Regions from separate parts of the Zea mays genome. Here region 1 is linked to region 2. The links are chromatin contacts, called in public Hi-C maps. All regions are on one chromosome and are shown on one strand. Each heading gives the region's core, a stretch centred on a gene start, on an enhancer-like site or on the middle of the called end of the contact. The rest is flanking DNA. Distances are from core to core; before and after follow the strand shown. Region 1 holds the start of LOC100285650 (carboxylic ester hydrolase). Region 2 holds the start of LOC100217066 (alpha/beta-Hydrolases superfamily protein).

Region 1 (5,033 bases), core at 501-3,000, 960 kb before region 2:
ACGGAAGGAAGGAAGGTTCAAAGCACAGCGCACAGGTACGCACGCGTCGAGGTAGAGGCCGCCGTCGGAGATGCACTTGACGACGGTGGAGCCGGACGGGAAGAAGGCGCGGAGCTGGTCGCAGTGCAGTATCACCGCCAGACCGCCCGAGGAGCAGCCGGCGAGCAGCACCTGCAGAACCCATCGATCAGAGTGCAATGAACAGGTCAGCATGACAGTCGGTCGGCGAATATGAACCGAGAAAGGAAAGGTCACCTGGTCAGCGTTGGCCATCCCAATGGAGAGGAGGTGCCGGATGACCGCGTTCCAGATGCGCTGCCCTCGGAAGTAGATCCCAGTGTCCTGTAGTTCACCCCAAGCAGAACGACACGACTCGTTATAGTTATAGGTACTACGTACCTGGGGCTCTACTTACAAATACGGCGAAATAAAAATGCCTGCAAACTTGTAAGATGCACTCTGGATACATATGTGCGTGCACCTTGTCGAAGGCCTCGCCGGCAAAAGATCCACCGTCACAGTAGCGAACCTTGACCCGGTTCCAGTTGTAGAAATCTGCGCCGGAGACGACGACGACGAGATGAGCGATATGGACATGGACGGATATATGAGGGTGTGGAAGTGGAACTACGGGTGGACAAACTAGAATCGGGCGAGACCAGGATTCACGGCACGGCTACTGCTCATGATGCCGGTGAAGGGGATCTCTTTGTCCATGTGGTCCGACGAGCCACGGCCGGAGCTCCTGGTGAGCCGGCATGTCTTGGCGCTGTTGCACCACGCACCTCCCTGTGTGTGTGTGCGCGCGCATATGTGTAATAATAATGTACATTAAAATAGGAACGACATGAATCATGTGTACAAGTTTAAGCAAGGGCCAAGATAAAAAGCGGGAGTCCTTACTAATATGTGCTTTCGAATTTCAAATGGTAGCATAGACGATGTTAACTGACCTCTAAGTTCACAATCCAGCTTCTGCTGCCCGCTCCGGAGCCAGGATCCAAGTGGTAAGCAGGTGGCGTTCCATCCATGCACACTGCGTGTGTACCATATATATAACATGTGTGATATATCTTTAGTTCTAAAAACGCTCTTTGTTTGTTAATTTGGGCAAAGCTGGCAGTACCATTGTTTACCGGAAGCAATATACTGAACTTGACAAGTGAACACCAGTAGCAATACTACTGAAAGTCTGAACCTTAAAACTACCAACTAAACTAGCTAGAGGGCGCCTTGCGTTGCGCCCCACCGACCCAAAAGAAAAAAAAATGCGGGTCGCAATCGTATCCGGCGCGGCACGCGCACAGCAACTATAGCAACCAATTCAGATGGCAGCGAGATGACTTGAACATCCAGACCTCTATCTCTCTCAGTTCCCAAGATGAGAGTGAACAAAAAATGCAGCAGCATATGTGCGTACCAGCTCCGTCGCTAACAGCGGACTTGAGGATGGTGATGGGCACCATCACCGACGCCGCGCGCCGCCGCATCGTCGTCGGACCGCCGGCTCCTCCTCCACCGCGCAGCTCATCTTCCACCGCCGGCGAGGCCGAGCTCGCCACGCGGCAGTAACTGCCAGCAAGAACGGCGATAGCAATAATGAGAGCAGGAAGCGACGGCCGGTCCGCCATCTCGGCACGCCACCCCTTGATCGATCGAGATTGACAGGCAGGCTGCAGCGCGGCCACACCCCCTGCAGACTGCAGTCAAGCACGATGATGAAACAGCGACCTGGCTCAGGTGAATATATATATTAGCGCACGCGAAGCAAGAGGTGGATGGGCATGTGATGTGCGTGCCTAGCACTCCACCCATTGCAGAGCACTCGCCAGGGAATCAGCTGAGGAGACCGACAAGTCAATACCACGCTGCTAGTTTCGAGACCTGCGCCAGCCAGCCAAAAAATTTGGTATTTGCATCGCAGCACATGAACATGTAGGCCGTCTCAGTTTGCCAGTGAGATGTGGAGTGCAGCAACAGGTTAAAGAAGAGAGATTCTTGGGCGGGTAGAGCAACATATGCCCGTCGTGTGTCAGACTATGCCAAAGCATATTATCTTATATTCCGTCTCGTTTTTTTTTGTTATAGAGATAATATATATTGAGCCCGACTTACAAAGTTATCCTCTCGAACACATTCTTTCCTTTTTTTTTCTAGTTTTTAGCGTCGAGATGTATATAAATATATACTAGTCAGTTGCCCGTGCGTTGCGATGACTTACAACAATATCCACATAAATTATCCACAAAAAAAATTAAGATTTTTTATTGATTGTCTCTGCTCTCCGTATAACATTTTTGATTTAGCTAACTGATGTTATTGTTTACTCTATACAATATGTCATGGTACAACACGTCCAATGAAGTGAGCGATTAGAAGAGAGTTCACAACGATTAAGTGAACGAACAGAGATTATAAAATGACATAATTCCACTATACATAGACCAAATAAGAGAAAGTTTGTGAGCTCAAGTTTTTAAAATAAGTCACATGAACTCAAACTTATAAAAAAGATGGATCAAAATATAGAGTGATTATTGCTAAGTCAGGCATAAATAAAAACTGGATGCGCTCCATATAAATTATGCTACTTCGTAGCAATTATTAACGTTTAAAATCAACAAATAACCTTTCGTTTTACTGTTAGTGTGACAAATCATTGTTGCTCCATCCAATTCAGCAACCTCAAACACCATGGAGTCCATTGCGTCAATATGGTCTCAGAAACGACCTAATGCTTGCAAGAGCCAAGAACGTCGTGCTGTGCTTGGGTTGTAGCCTCGGCCCGTAGTGCTGGCCCGGCCCGACACGATTACATTTTTTTATTTTACAAAAAACATATATACATATATATACAATTTATATTCAATATTAAAAACATATAAGCATGATATTCTACTGGTTAGACATCTTCATCCAATGTCTCCCGCCTTTCTTACAACAAGCTAATAGGCTGGATTGGCACAGTCAGCAGGCCGGCATGACGTGCCTAGATATGGCAATGGGTAAATACCCACCGGATATTACTACCCCATACCACGACACAAAAATAACCACATCGAGTCACCCATATACGGGTATGGATTTACCCCCATACCCATACCCATGTGGGTATGGTCGCCCGTACCCACAAAAGCTCTATCAAAATGATACAAATATCAAGTATATCCATCTAAATAACATTACAAAATTTGTAGCATCATATAACCATTCATTCAACATACCAAAGATAATTGGATAAAGTAGTAACACTAAGATAGTACTACATAGTATATTACATGTTCCATTACATGGTCATTAAATTGTCGTTAAGCCTTCTATGACATTATGACCTAAAAGGTTGTTAAATAGTAAAAAAATGGATGACTAAAGTCAAAGTTCATGCATGAGCTAATTTTATATTGAGTATTTTATACCAACGGGTTAACGGGTATGGGTGAAGGCAGAACGTTCTAATACTCGTTTACCCATTGGGTGAAGATTTTTGCCCAATAACAGACCCACGTGTAGAATATTTATCCCAGATACATACCCTAAGGGAGTAAATACCCATCAGGTATCGGGTCACGGGTACCCATTGCCATCTCTAAACGTGCCTGGGCTAGAGTTGTGGCCCGAGGGTGTCTGGCCCGACCGGGCCGCCGTTTGGCCATCTATAGGCGTGCAACGAATTAATTTGAAATAGCTGTGACAGGTTATTTGTAAAATGATGACATTTTACGCTGATTAAATAAAATGGGCCGCCGGGCTAACGGGCTGGCTCGGCACAGTTAGCAGGCCGGTATGACGTGCCTAGGCCAGAGTTGTGGCCCGCGGGCGTCTGGTCCGGCCAGGCCGCTGTTTGGCCATCTATAGACTGCAACGCATTAATTTGAAATAGTTGTGAGGCGTTATCGGTAAAAAAATGACGCGGGACGACCGTTGAAACTAGTGCTTTAAATATAGTATAGAAATCTAATATAAAAAGAAAAATATTTGTGGTTGTATAACACCAAAGATTACAAAGAGTTAATCGCGGTCTTAAGAGTTTACGGTGATCGGTTCACCTTCACCGGAGCTCCGATCATTGTCAAAGAAGCGTTCCGCCTGACATCTAATATCGATGTCGTACGAGACTACGAGCCAAGGATGGATCGTCACACTGCTTCCCTAGCGGTGAACGTTGGACGGTGATAAGGTCACCACGTCTTTCCCTTACCAGCGCCACATGGAAAACACTACGAGATTATGATCCATCGCCCCGGCCCATCATGGAGACATTTACTGCTACGACTCGGTTTTCTATATGCACACCAACTATTAGGAGTGAGTGATGTTGATGTAGGTGAATGTAGAGGTAATAGCGTGGTTCCTCCTCGCCTCGCACTGCCCTCACCGCCGGTCAGTTGTACTCGAGTCACCGTTACCGCGAGCACCATTGCCGTCGAGGTTCCTTTCAGTGGACACTAAACCTGATTATGGGTCAACCGACCTGACTAATCTGACCTGACCAATGCAACGGTCGGGTATGGATCATAATTTTCGACCCGCAATAATTCACGTGCCGGACACGTGCTATGATTTTTGACCCAAAATCTGACCCAACCCGAAAAAACTCGACTCATAAAAAAAACCCAACCCAACCTGAAAACCCCCGACCTGTCACATCAAACAAGAAGGAATGGGATGACCTAACACTAGGCGCGTGTTGGGTACGAGCCCTGATATCTGATCCACGACCTGATCTTGACCCAACCCGACATTTGAACAGGTCTAGTGGACTCACAGCTCCGGCCGCTCTCCTCCCATTTCAAGCACACCATAACACTTGCCACACCATGCCACAGCCAGCGTGCTCCAATCTTGGAGCTCTACCGCCCTCCGGTGAGCTCGTCGCGGTCCACCGCCATCACCAATGCTCGGTCCACATGGCTGGGACAATCCAGTTGTTTTCCGCCTGATCTGAGCACGCCACCATCTTCGCCAAGACCCAGTGAAGCTCCCGGATCACTCTCCCGAACCCCTATCGTGCTAGGACGGTCGACCGACCAACT
Region 2 (5,366 bases), core at 1,576-4,075:
ATTGCTAATAATAATATAGAAACATATTTCACATAAAACCATATTAACTTAATTGATTTTATTCTAAATTACTATTATTATAATGAAATTCAATTCCGAGGATCCAAATGGGATGTTAGAAAAATGAGTTTAGAAACTCTATTTTTTTAATAGATTTCTGAAAATAAACTAATTTACTTTGAGAAAATAAAAATTTCTTAAAAATGAGGTTATCAAACTAGCACTAAAGAGTACATATGTACATCTGAAAACATAACTAAGAGGACGAGTACTGATGGTGAGTAGTGACCACTGACAACCGCTGTGCTCTCTCATATAGCGCCTGCACAACCCGCGAAACGGGATCCAAAGTACACACGAACGAAGGAGCAGGCGCCGCTTATTGCGGGGGTGATGGCAACCCGGCCGGCCGGTGGTGGGTGGTTGGTCGGGGGCAGCTCACCGGTCCAAGCGTCCCCTCTCGCCGACGATCGGTACGTACGGTGGTCGTGTTCCAATCAGCGGCGGCGATCGGCGAGTAAAGAAAATAAACGGTCTTGGTTTGGGTCTAGATCTTTGACAGGGACTGACTGCCCTAGCTAGTTTGGTAGGTAGGTTGCTAGAGGCCGGATGCATGTAGGTTTGGTGGGTCATCAACAACACCAACGTCTATACAGTCTACTAGCTAGCTAGATGGGGGAAAGCGGCCGGCGAAAGCTCCGGCGGCTAGAAGAAAGCAAGCATCAGATCGATCAGGACGTGATACGTATGCCAAAGCGTACATGCGAGCAGCATGTAGTTTTCAGCCACTCGTTAGTTTTTATCTGTAAGGCAATTAATTAATGAGGAGAGCTTGACAAGACGATGAACAGCCGTTCCGAAGCTGCGAACCTAACCAGGAACACGAGGCTATTCGCTTGGATTATTTAATCCGTATGAACTTCTAACTATTTCTACGGTGTTTGTCAGTTGCATCAGTCTAAACAGTCGGATCTAGACATCTGTCACCCGTCTCTCACGTACTATTAAGTACTATTAGCCATGCATGAATGACGAAGGTGAAGAAGACGAGCCAAACGATTAGGTAGGATCGGAGGAGCGGTGCTTTGAATCGAGACGACCTACCCGGGACGGCGTTTTGAATGCGGAGGCGCAGCGGCACTGTCGAGTCGTAGTAACTGCTCATATTGTCTTCCCTTTCAGGTAGCAGGGGTACTTGCACCATGGATACTTCTCGCCGCGCAGGACCGGGATGGCATTAAATCACTATATTTACACTAATGGCTAGTTATTTCACTAGCTAGATTCACTCTCTTTCTATACCGATAGAAAATGAAAATGTGGGAAAAACGAAAATATCTAGCTACGACCAAATAGACAAAAGATTTCACGTATTCTAAGAAACTGAGTATACTATATGTAGGACCAAGGAGTATACTACGTGTAGGACTAAGGGGGTGTTTGGTTTCTAGGGACTAATTTTTAGTCCCTACATTTTATTCCACTTTAGTTACAAAATTATCAAATATAGAAATTAAAACTCTATTTTAGTTTCTATATTTGTCAATTTATATACTAAAATGGAACAAAATGAAGTGACTAAACATTAGTCCCTAGAAACCAAACGCCCCCTAAATACTAGTAATAAGATAAATTACTATTTTTATTCTTCTCCACCGTTGCAGACAAAGTCTGAAAGTAGCTAACACAACAGCGGCCGTTTCTGCAGTATATATCTACCAATGTCGTTACGGTATTTCAAGCTTGTTACTGCGTTGGAATAGCTACTAGTACTACGCTCATCAATTGCCTACAAAGGCAGAGAATTGAATACAAAGGGCGACGCATGTACGACTACTTTCTTTTATGATATAATAACTTTCTCAGAGAAAAAAAATGTGCACGTATATACTGATCTTTCTGCCATTTTTATCCAAAAAAATGGAGATTAAAAAGAAAGGAAGCAAAAGAAAACGCAACACCAAAGTAGATGGAGCAGATGGTACGTACGTACCTCTCATGAAGCCACTGCACTCCATGCCGTAGCCTGCGGCGAGAAACGACACCAACGCAATGAGAACGAGTAGTAACCGAAAGAGCTGTTAATGAGAAACGACACCAACGCAATGGAAAGATAACAGGTATAGTAGTAACTGAAACAGGAAACAGCTAAGCTCAACAACGCGTGCAGTGCAGCAGCCTGCAGCGGTGTGGCTTGATTACTACCGTGGCAGAGGAAGACGAGCGCCTTGGGCGATGCGGCAGCGGGCAGCCAGCCGCAGGTGAAGAGCTGCACGCCTCTCGAGCTCCGCACGTACTCCTGCTAGCCCGTCCCAATCCATCCATCCATGGCGTTTCCGCGACCGAAGGAGGAGGAGGAGGAAGAAGAAGAAGCGCACCGAAACGGAGATGATCAGCAAGGACGATCCAAGGCCCGGCCGGCGCCGGAAAATAAGGAGAAGATAAGTCTTCGCCCGCCGCATTGCGCGGAGCAGACCGATCGAACTCCTCTCACCTCGTGGTATTCGACCTCCATGTCCGCGCGCGCGCGCGAGGCGTGGCCGCCGAAGGGTGCAGAGATCCAGGAGGAGGGCTGCACACTACAGCGCCGGCGCTGGTGAGGCTCGTATCGTACGTGGTGTGAGCGAAGAAGAAGCGAGGCAGGCGGCGAGAGGCGACGGTGAGGCGAGATAGTTGGGGATACGGCAAGGGAATTAACGAGCGCGGGACCCCCCGCCGCTTTGGATTGGGACTTGGGAACGCGGCCGCACCTCCGTTCCTGTCCTGGCCTCCTGGGGGGTGGGAGTGGGAGTCGGCAGCGGCCGGGCTTCTAGACGAGATCACGCACGAGACCTAGGGGATTTGCATTGCATTGCATTGCATTGCATTGGGCTGTCTGGATGCTCTGTGCCAGTCATTTATTCGGACCCCAGGGCCCAGGCCGACCGAACCGTACGGTTCGGAGCACTTGTTTGTCTGCTACTGCTAGGCTGGTAATCTGCTATTCACACGCGTGTATGCAAGCAAGGTATGGAAGATGCACGTAGTACCTAATCAACAAAACGGTTCTAAAATAATTTACACCGAGTACAATTCAGAGGAGTTGCATACATCATATATCGATGCTATAAATGATCCTTGTATCTTTTCTTCTACAGAAACTGCACAGCTGCTATAGCATACAAAGGAGTTCGCCAAAAAAAAATAGAGGCCGCACCGATGTTCAGATGGGCCTCACGCCTTCACCAAACCAATCCAAACCAAACCATGCCATCTAGCAGACTGATTTTAAGAAATGCAATGAAGTCAGATTTTGTTCTGAGCCGGAGGAGTAACAGGGGTAACATCTTCAGCGAGTCCTCCATGACACTCGGATAATCTTTGCAGTGATGTAAACTCCCAGCAGTAAGTTAGCAGCTCCAAACTGCGCAGGCTGGTAGTTGATACACCTCAGCTTATGGCTCCTCGTGCAGAAACGACCAAGGGCCCGCTTTCTGTAGCAACCTGAGTGTTTTTTTTCCGAGTGAGTTCACTAATTAATATCAGAGCAGGAGAAAGTTACGTGCCTATGATTACAGAACATCATAATACGATTTCCTTTGTTATAAAATAGAATAGAAACAAATGCAGGATCACAAATGCATTGTGCGAGGTACAAGGAAGAATTAACAAACAGAATCACCTCAGGATGCCTGCAGCCATACGCAACCCCATGAGTGTAGTCAAACCAGCCCAAACTCCAGCCAGGCCGAATACAGACGGAGCCCATAACAGGACGAGTGAAGACGTAACACCCACCACGATCTATAGAAAGAAAAATCGAGAAATGAATAAACAAAAAACAAAACAAAAAAGGATATGAAAAAGCTGGAGGGCTAGTAAACATACAGTAGCTTGAGCCACATATTCAAAATCTGATACACCATAATGTAGACCGTCAAAGATGAAGGCCAGGGCATTAATTGGCTGACTGGCACAGACAAACTGAAACGAAAGTTAACATTAGGAAAAAAAAGACATAGAGGACATAGAAATTAACATAACGTTGGAGGATTTACCAGTGCACAAGATTTGACAACCGTTAGGACCTCTGGGTCACTGGTAAACAGTCTAGCTATATTGCCAAATGAGGCATACAATCCAATGGCCAAAGCTAACCCACTAAACACTCCTATCTGGAAGAGAGAAAAGCATACAAAAAAAATAGTGAAAACGTGCATCCGTATGCATAGATTAAACTTTAAATAGAATGAAGCGAAATACATTTCACCTGCAACGCAAACATTGCTGTCTTTTGAACTTTTTTGTAGTCCAATATTGCATAAGAGCTTGCTATCAGCGCCTAAAAGAGGAAGAAAAGTTAGTTGGACTGTAACATCTGATAGACCAACGAGCTAGGAACAATCTCAGGGTACATAATAGTACGTTCTAGAAGTTTGCAGGCTCTGCCTGCAGTATAGTTGACCAGCAGAGTTCAGGGAAACCAATTTTAACAGCCAGATGACTTCCAGAACGCAACATACATACCTGGGCAGAAACAGCTAATGCATCTGCAAGCAAGGATACAGCAAGCCATACTTGCAAACAAATCTGATGAGCAGCCATCGCTGTTGGGCCTTGCCGAGCAGCCATTGATGTACCAATGGTCATAGTTAGCAGAATCGAAAGAGTTCTTCCCAACAGCATTCCACCTACAAATCCAAGCATACATAGATGATAAAAGTAAAGATACCAAAACAATAAGGAAAACAAGAAAAAAGGAAAAGAAAAACACAACATGAGTTTATTAGTGCCCAGAAGGTGTTGACATGATGAGATCTCAAAGGAATATGCTGCAGTCATGAATTTTTACAACTTATTTTTTTCCTCAAGCTGTAAGAGAGCTGCACATCATTATACTAAAAAAAAAATCAGATAAGAAGACTCATACAAGGCCATTAGGTCAGGCTCCAAAAAAAAAGAGAAAAAAGTGCCAAAAACAAAAAAAAAATCAACGAGCGGCCTAACAACATAATCATGGCCAAATGCTTCTAAGGCCTTTTGCACCCCCATACACTATAGATTGGCCTCATGATTTTTACCATTTACGGCAAATTTTATAGTGTTTGCAAATAGGAGAACTGCGTATCATTTCATTAAGGTAGAAGAAAAAAAACAAAACATGAGAGGGAGGCTTGAAAGTCCCCTCCCTCCACACCACTGTAGATTACATATGTGCCACACACAAGACACGACCACTACAAGACAGCTCAAGCGTCCAACCTCCATGCACCGCCCTAATTGCATTAATCAGATCCATAAATATTCCTCCTAAAATCAGATACCTATTTTAAAATGACACAATTAGCTAACTGATTGGCTGATGGTGAAGATATACAAGTGGCTAG

The links. Hi-C and Micro-C count contacts between places; a contact is called where the count stands out from the background.
Region 1: a Hi-C map of ear shows a contact between it and region 2, with 2.5 times the contacts expected there. The contact joins the promoter of LOC100285650 here to the promoter of LOC100217066 in region 2. A contact is called at or near these places in 3 of 25 Hi-C or Micro-C datasets (bundle sheath, ear and leaf mesophyll).

The regions. Positions count from the first base shown.
Region 1 is chr3:58,579,308-58,584,340 of Zm-B73-REFERENCE-NAM-5.0, reverse strand. It overlaps LOC100285650 (carboxylic ester hydrolase), which reads right to left and starts at 1,750. Exons shown (of 11, transcript NM_001158541.1): 1 at 1,421-1,750; 2 at 954-1,036; 3 at 660-789; 4 at 482-555; 5 at 256-342; 6 at 44-171. The coding sequence starts at 1,631.
Region 2 is chr3:57,618,636-57,624,001 of Zm-B73-REFERENCE-NAM-5.0, reverse strand. It overlaps LOC100217066 (alpha/beta-Hydrolases superfamily protein), which reads right to left and starts at 2,825. Exons shown (of 8, transcript NM_001279729.2): 1 at 2,495-2,825; 2 at 2,206-2,269; 3 at 1,994-2,026. The coding sequence starts at 2,515. It overlaps LOC100193278, which reads right to left. Exons shown (of 14, transcript NM_001317190.1): 9 at 4,507-4,670; 10 at 4,250-4,321; 11 at 4,038-4,154; 12 at 3,868-3,963; 13 at 3,662-3,783; 14 at 3,086-3,483. The coding sequence ends at 3,435.